Linked DNA regions of Ovis aries: region 2 is linked to region 1. The links are chromatin contacts, called in public Hi-C maps. All regions are on one chromosome and are shown on one strand. Each heading gives the region's core, a stretch centred on a gene start, on an enhancer-like site or on the middle of the called end of the contact. The rest is flanking DNA. Distances are from core to core; before and after follow the strand shown. Region 1 holds the start of PPA2 (inorganic pyrophosphatase 2). Region 2 has its middle 210 kb from the start of TET2.

The links. Hi-C and Micro-C count contacts between places; a contact is called where the count stands out from the background.
Region 2: a Hi-C map of hypothalamus shows a contact between it and region 1, with 2.7 times the contacts expected there. The contact joins the enhancer-like site here to the promoter of PPA2 in region 1. A contact is called at or near these places in 3 of 16 Hi-C or Micro-C datasets (blood, hypothalamus and tail adipose tissue).

Annotation. Positions count from the first base shown.
Region 1 is chr6:20,089,791-20,094,064 of ARS-UI_Ramb_v3.0, reverse strand. It overlaps PPA2 (inorganic pyrophosphatase 2), which reads right to left and starts at 1,820. Exons shown (of 11, transcript XM_060417551.1): 1 at 1,628-1,820. The coding sequence starts at 1,808.
Region 2 is chr6:20,624,008-20,628,281 of ARS-UI_Ramb_v3.0, reverse strand. No RefSeq gene overlaps it. Among named protein-coding and RNA genes, the nearest start is that of TET2, 210 kb to the right of the region's middle. Within about 2 kb of position 2,146, at least 9 of the 54 cell types and tissues checked have an H3K27ac peak or open chromatin away from gene starts, as enhancers often do. A contact at or near this core is called in hypothalamus, where this site is marked.

The DNA.
Region 1 (4,274 bases), core at 571-3,070:
AAAACGGGAATTTTAGTATCAGCTGCCTTATGACCACATGCCTGTGTGCTCAGGTGCTCAGTTGCTCAGTCGTGTCCGACTCCTTGTGATTCCATAGACTGTAGTTCACCAGGCTCCTCTGTCCATGGGATTCTCCAGGTAAGAACACTGGAGTGGGTTGCCATTTCCTGCTCCAGGGCATCCTCCAACCCAAAGACAGTAACCACAAAACTATGCAAATTGAGTCTTCTCTCCTATAAAATACACCTCCACCCTAGGCTCAAGTAGGAAACGTGTAAACATTTTGTAAATTACAGGTATCAAAAATGATCACAAGTATTAACAACATAACTTATATTCTAGATGCTGTGACTAATACACTATGCCATGTAATTCTTACAGCCCTACTTTACATATGATAAAAACCAAGGCTCAGCAAGTTTGGAAACTCGTCCAGGATCACATAGTTAAGAGCTAAAGAATCCAGATTCGAACTGAGACCCAAAGTCTCTAGAGTTGGCATTCCTAATTGGTGGACGGTAAGGCAAGGCCGTGGAGAAGGCAATGGCACCCCACTCCAGTACTCTTGCCTGGAAAATCCCATGGACGGAGGAGCCTGGTAGGCTACAGTCCATGGGGTCGCTAGGAGTTGGACATGACTGAGCGACTTCACTTTCACTTTTCACTTTCATGCACTGGAGAAGGAAATGGCAACCCACTCCAGTGTTCTTGCCTGGAGAATCCCAGAGACAGAGGAGCCTGATGGGCTGCCGTCTCTGGGGTCGCACAGAGTCGTACACGACTGAAGCGACTTAGCAGCAGCAGCAGCAGCAGCAGCAGCAGCAGCAGCAGCAAGGCAAGGACAACTTCACAAAAAAAAAAAAAAAAGGTACTATTCCCCTTGGGGCTCTCAGATCAGTGAGGGATGACAGCAACTCAACCAACCTCGCTGCTTCACATCATAGCTAACCTCCACAGTGAAACATACAGGTGCCAAAAAAAAAAAAAAGTGAGACTAAGGGAGACCTGGGTCTTTCCCATCTTAGCTGGCCACGTCAAGGTCCTAAGTCGCTTCGCCCTCTGGATTTGCTCAATTTGGGGAGAAGAAGGGGTTACTTTGGAACAAACGAGGTCCTTGATCGTGGATCACATTCAAGGTGCAAACTCGCGAGTATAAATTCAGGCTGCTGAGAGAGCCTTCATCAGAGCCCCGCCCCATAAAAGAACAGCTGGACCAAGCATCGCCGAGTCCCGCCTGCCTCTCCAATCGCCAGCGGCCCTAGCCGGAAAAGCCTTGTTACGCCCACCCGGAGGGCGGGCTGACCCGGGAACTCGGTTCACCACAGTTGAATCCGGAACGCCGGCGGGGGCCGGGCTAACGGCTGCGGGCCCAGGCAGGTGACGGCGGCCCCCGCTCAGGGTGACCCGGCGCGGCCCCGCCTGCCGCCCTGCGTCCCTGCGCTCCGTGACTGCGGACTTGGCTCCCTTCGCAGGCGGCTCCCGCGGCTCGGCGCGGGGCCCCGCGTGCGGGAACGTGGCCTGGACCGCGCGGCGACCGCGCTGTGCCCGCCGGACGCAGGGATGGAGGCCACGCTCCCATCCCCAACCTCCGGTGCGACGCGCGGCGGGCCTCCCGCGAGCTACTTACTGAAAAAGAGGCGGTAATCGGGAGAGTGGGGCTGGCCGCGCTCCTCCGTGCGGTACAGGGCCATGGTCCGACGCGGCCCGGGCCCTGCGCTCGCTCCCCGCGGCAGGCGGGCGGCGGCAGCGGCGGCGGCGCCCACGGGCCAGGCCCAGCTGGTGCGCAGCAGCGGCAGCAGCGCGCGCATGGCGTAGACACTGGTCCGGCTTCGCGCGGGTGGTGCCGGGGGACTCGCCCGGCCGCGCGCCGGCGCCCCCTACCGCCCGGAGTGGGCACTCCCAGGCGGAGGTTTGGAACCCCGCCCCCGCCACGCTGGCGGTGGAGACTGCTCCTTGAAATTAGAGCGCCTGGCAAACTGGCAGGATTGCACAAGGGTACCCGCAGCGAGATCGAGGTTCAAGGCCCACCACCCTTGAGGAGCTCACTGCCACTTATTAATGTATACATGCATTCACTCTTTTACTCACTCATCCAGACAGCATTTACTGTATTTATCATGCATGTGCGCCAAGTCACTTCAGTTCAGTTCAGTCACTTCAATCCTGTCCAACTTTTTGCGACCCCATGGACTGTAGCCCATCAGGCTACTCTGTCCATGGGATTTTCCAGGCAAGAGTATTGGAGTGGGTTCCCGTTTCCTTCTCCAGGGGATCTTCCCGACAAGGATCGAACCTATGTCTCTTATATCTCCTATATTGGTAGGCAGGTTCTTTACCACTAGTGACCACCCAGCCATAGTGACTTAATATTGACTAATTGCTCTGTCCCAAGCACCCTCTATATCCTGTCCAATGTTGGAGACAGGCATGCACGCACATGAAAACATCACTGTGAGACATAATCAGGCCTCCTTATGAAGACTTGACATAACTTCAGTTCAGTTGCTCAGTCTCGTCTGACTCTTTGCAACCCCATGAATCACAGCACGCCAGGCCTCCATGTCCATCACCAACTCCCGGAGTTCACTCAGATTCACATCCATCGAGTCCGTGATGCCATCCAGCCATCTCATCCTCTGTCGTCCCCTTCTCCTCCTGCCCTCAATCCCTCCCAGCATCAGAGTCTTTTCCAATGAGTCAACTCTTCGCATGAGGTGGCAAAAGTACTGGAGTTTCAGCTTTAGCATCAGTCCTTCCAAAGAAATCCCAGGGCTGATCTCTTTTAGAATGGACTGGTTGGATCTCCTTGCAGTCCAAGGGACTCTCAAGAGTCTTCTCCAACACCACAGTTCAAAAGCATCAATTCTTCGGTGCTCAGCTTTCTTCACAGTCCAACTCTCACATCCATACATGACCACTGGAAAAACCATATCCTTGACTAGGACCTTTGTTGGCAAAGTAATGTATCTGCTTTTGACTATAACTTAATTTCATGGCTGCAGTCACCATCTGCAGTGATTTTGGAGCCCCCCAAAATCAAGTCTGACACTGTTTCCACTGTTTCCCCATCTATTTCCCATGAAGTGATGGGACCAGATGCCATGATCTTCATTTTCTGAATGTTGAGCTTTAAGCCAACTGTTTCACTCTCCACTTTCACTTTCATCAAGAGGCTTTTTAATTCCTCTTCACTTTCTGCCATAAGGGTGGTGTCATCTGCATATCTGAGGTTATTGATATTTCTCCCAGCAATGTGCTTCTTCCAGCCCAGTGTTTCTCATGATGTACACTGCATAGAAGTTAAATAAGCAGGGTGACAATATACAGCCTTGACGTACTCCTTTTCCTATTTGGAACCAGTCTGTTGTTCCATGTCTAGTTCTAACGGGAGTAGCCATGAAGAGATATCCCACGTCCAAGGTAAGAGAAACCCAAGTAAGACTGTAGGTGTTGCAAGAGGGCATTAGAGGGCAGACACACTGAAACCATAATCACAGAAAACTAGTCAATCTAATCACACTAGGACCACAGCCTTGTCTAACTCAATGAAACTAAGCCATGCCCATGAGGCCACCCAAGACAGGCGGGTCATGGTGGAGAGGGCTGACAGAATGTGGTCCACTGGAGAAGGGAATGGCAAACCACTTCAGTATTCTTGCCTTGAGAACCCCATGAACAGTATGACATAACTTACAGAGCCCCAAACAGTAACTTCCTCAGATGCCTTCTCCATGAAGCCCTGCCTACTTAATTCAAGCAGAGGTGATTTATCATTCCTTTTTCTTACATTTTCTTTCCTACAGTGGCACCTGGTACTGTTTCTCCCTATGTTTGTAAATTTACCATTTTCCCCATTTCATCTGATCTGCACACTGGATTGACTACATGCCAAGCACTTAAGATTTGAGATTTAGTACTTTTGAAGAAGGGAGCATCCAACATACCTTACATAGATAATGGCTCCTTTGTTGTTGAGTTAAATTGTTCCTGGAACTCCTTCTCTACCAAACCTCTGCCATGAGCATATGAAATTCTAAGCTTAAGAGCGTATGAAATTATCGGCTTTCCAGAAAATTTTATGGGAATAGCATCTACAGGTATCATCTCTTCTTTTTCATATTCTTCCTTCATCCCAGTCCAAATGGGTTCCTTCCTCCACCCTCACCAGGTTATCAGTAACTCATTGAATATAAAGGTCAATTCCCATAATAAATCAGAATGAGAGAATCCAGAAGAGAACATTAAATAAGATACGTTTCCATTAGAAATTAAAA
Region 2 (4,274 bases), core at 897-3,396, 530 kb before region 1:
CTGTAGCCTGCCAGGCTCCTCTGTCCAGGAGATCCTCCAGGCAAGAATACTGGAGTGGGTTGCCATGCCCTCCTCCAGGGGATCTTCCCAACCAAGGAATCAAACTCATGTCTCTTTTGTCTCATGTGTTGGCAGGTAGGTTCTTTACCACTAGTACCATCTGGGAAGCTCGGTGTTCCTGCGGTGAAAGGAAAACATAAGGGATGTGCAGCACTAGCTTTGTCTGTCCCTTGGATGAGAAAAGCAAAAGGTTTTTGAAAAGTCCCTCACCACTTCACTCAACAGGAATCCCCTGCATCTCACTGATCAGAAATGGGCCAAATGTCTGGGAAATTAAAGAATACTATTATTAAAGTTGAATTGAATCACTGATGAGTCAATGCTTAGAGCTGAACCTGTGGTGTTGCCAAACAAATTTGAGGTTCTGTTAGCAAAGAAGGAAGCAACAAAGGAATCACTCAACCAACTTGCCAGCTATCCATCATAATAAGAACCACGGAACTGATTCATGAAACCCACCTAACAACTTCCCAGGCATTCATCAAATACTTCCCATCAAATAGGAAAGGTCACGCTCCACCTCTTGCCCGACTAAAGCACACACTAGTATCTCTGCTCCCTGATACTTCACTTTGTGGTCCTCACAGGCAGGAACAGGCAGCAACACACAGCCCTGCTTCTAGCCACACTATCACTATTTGCTGCTCCATATGGTTCTCTTTGTTCTTGTTGTATAGCTACTAAGTCATGTCTGAATCTTTGTGACCCCATGAACGGTAGCCCGCCAGGCTCCTCTGTCCACAGGATTTCTCAAGCAAGAAGAGTGGAGTAGGTTGCCATTTCCTTCTCCAGGGGATCTTCCCGACCCAGGGATCTAATTCACATCTCCTGCACTTCAAGATTCTTTATCCCTAAACCACAAGGGAACCCCTATACAATTCCATCGGGGCTTCTTTTACCCTTCAGAGCAGGCAGCCCATGAGCCAAATTTTGCCTGCTGCGCATGTATGTCAAGTTTCATCAGAACATAGACATGCTTGTTTATTTATATATTGCCTATAGATGCTTTCACATCTGTGGGACAGAGACCATATGTCCTTTATTGCCAAAAATAATTTTACTGTTTGGCCCTTTAAAAAGAAAAGTTTGTCAAGCCCTGGTCCACACATCTGTTAATTTCTCACACACATTTCTGTAAATGGCAAAATTATACCCTGCATTTCTCTTATAACTGCATGAGCACAACCCTGGAGAGATAGGAAGTTTCCAAGAAATAGCTTCTGATTGATGGAAATGAAAATCAAAGGATTGATAGCTAAGAAATTCTGGCATAGTAAATGACACATAGTTGGTACTTTATTTTTACTGAACAAATCCAGGAACTAAGTAATTGATTAATGAAAACAAAATACCTAGAGTGTGGCCTATGGATCCTGATCATCTATATTCAAATGCTGTATGTCCTAGACAATAAACTTAAGCTCTCTGTGCCTCAGTTTCCCCTTGCATAAAATAGAAATAACAGGACTTAATAAACTGTAAAGTGCTCAGAACAATACCTGGTACATGATAAACACTAAAAAACTATTAGCTGTTAGTAATGCTCTGAGAAAAAGTCCTTTTAAACATAGTGTATTATTTTTTTCCTTTCTTAGCTACTTATCTTTAAACCTATTCTGTATAAAGACACAACTGCATCCAGAGAAATTTCCACCTTTTCCTGGTGATACTAACTCATGTCTGAACCAAGAGGAGATTGCAGAGAAATCCCAGGAAGTAATTGCTAGTAGCAGGGTCAGAGAAGAAAGTAGCAGGCACTGGTGGGGAGGGGGGCGGTCAAAAACTCAAGCATGTCGACACAACACGTTTGAACCCCGTTTTCACTGATGAGAAGCATCAGCGCCATGGACATGAGGTGAATGGCAGGAGAGGGCTTGCATCGAACTGTCAGCTAATGAAGTGGTGAGAAATTAGCAAGCCTTGTGATTTACACGCTAATTCTCCCTAATGCCACCTGGGGGCTTCCTGCAGGCCGTGGGCGAGGAGGGGAGCGGGGTGGAGTGGAAAACGGTGCAGCCATGCTGCCCGCAGCCAGCCTGCACCACTATTCTCTCTTTGCCAGGCAACACAGCAGCCCAGCTTGCTCCCATTCACTGTGCAGCAAGCACTTGGCCGACTTCCCTCACAGCCTGGGCAAGCCTCAGCTATAGCAGCAAAATGAAGACAATGAAAGGAATTTTAAAAGGCTTCCACCTTTTTGCACTTTCTGTATGCTCCCTCTCTAACGATCAGCTCAGCGGGCAACATTCTACCTTTTCTGCCACCCTGCCGGCTCCCTCTCACCACGAGAACAAGCCAGTGGAAATGGACATCATAATCAGAGCTCTCTGTGAAACGCAACTCAGAAATAAGATTGGTGAGACGGTGCACTCAAGAGCTGTTATCACTGCACTTATCATCATTACTTAAAAGAGCTTTTCTGGTAAATCTTCAGCCTGTATTTCTCTAACAAAAATGCAGTTCTGTCCAGTAGCCTGTTCCTGGACTCTGTTATGAAAGAAGTAACAGTTCTCACCCCAAAAACACATGCCCGGGGGAAGCAGGGAAGGACTATCTCAGTCTGCTGGCATCTTTCAGGCAAGAGGCCAAGTCGGAACTAAGGAAACAGTGTATGATTGTGTATAGAACTGCCTCCCATGTTATCATCATGTATTTCCTTGGATGGCCTCTGGACTGTCAAATGAAGAACGCTGTGTTTCAGCTCCCCCCTGGTAAGCAAGGGCTGGCTTTAAGACCATTAGGAAGGCGGAGAGTGCTACAGTCTTCTCTGTTTCTCTAGGGTCACAGTGTAATTGTGTGGTGGGAAGAACGGGGCCCTGGAGATGGCGTTAACAGTCACTTCTCATTACCTCCCACTTGGTTCATTACATCTATGGACAGCGATCGCCCATGTGTGGATACTTCCATTACACAGAAAGAGGTAATGTGCTGTAGACCTCGAACGGCTTTCAAAGGGGGAGAAAGCGGTTTATTCCAGGCACAAACCTATCTTGTCTCCAGGGGCCAGGCCAAAGGAATGGAAAGCGGCATAAGGAGTATATGAGTGGTGATCAACACAGGACAACCAGGCCCCACACGTACTTAAACCCAGTGAGATGTTTATATGTGTGCATGCCGCTAGTATACAACCCACCACACAAGGGGCAGCACCCTCACTTACTAACCTACCAAACTGGACCTTAACAAGCAGATCCACGCATTCAGGAGTACTGTATGTAAAGGCTAGCCTGTATGCCCTCTCCAACTAGCATTCATACTTTGCTCCCTCTCACTCACGCACGAGCACACACACACACGCACGCACACACACACACACACAAATACAAAATACCTCTTCCATCTGCAAGGGTGAGACCTGAGAACCATGAGATCCAGATATACTATTGCATGCTTTTTCCTCAAGGGATTAAAAAGCCCCAGCTACATTATAAACCAAGGGGACTTAACCAGAAAGAAAATAGAATTATAGAGAATTACAGACTGTTAGAACCAAAAATGAATTTTAGGTATTATTCCAAATGGTAACATGCAGACTTTTTATTTAAAGAAAAACCTCTCCCCTAAGATTCAATAAGAGGTACTTAAAAAGAAATGTCCATGATGGAGTCAAACTGTATACTACATACCATATCCTACCATTGGCAGTTTTCAGTGATGTCAGCTTATAAAATATTTTGAGAATTCCTGTTACCAAAAAAATCCCTTAATTTAATGTTACCCTACTTTATTAATTCATGGAATTTTTTTAAACTGAAATATTTTCAACATCTCATAGAACAATTACACTACAGTGGAGGAAATCCCATTACACTACAGTTTGATCATTTTCCATAAATTTCTGTATATTTGCAATTTTCAAAGTTTAGCATGCATTCGAATCACCTGGGGATCTAATCCATAGTGATTTTTCAGTACTCAGATAAGGCTCAGGAACTTGAATAGATACCAAGCAACCCTAATACAGAGGGCCTCATACCACACTTTGAGAAATACCAGTCATACTCGTGCTTTTCTGCCTAAATTTACCAGAGATTGAACTACACATCATTAACAAAAAAGGTTTGACAGTTATTAGGTTGGATGTCTGTAGCTTTGACTCTGAAAGTTGCAAAAGCTTTCTGAATGTGAAAATGAGTGTTTATTTCTCTAAATTCATCACAATTGATGGTCCAGTCACCTTTACACTTGGCTGTGATGCTTTGTCATTTTCACTC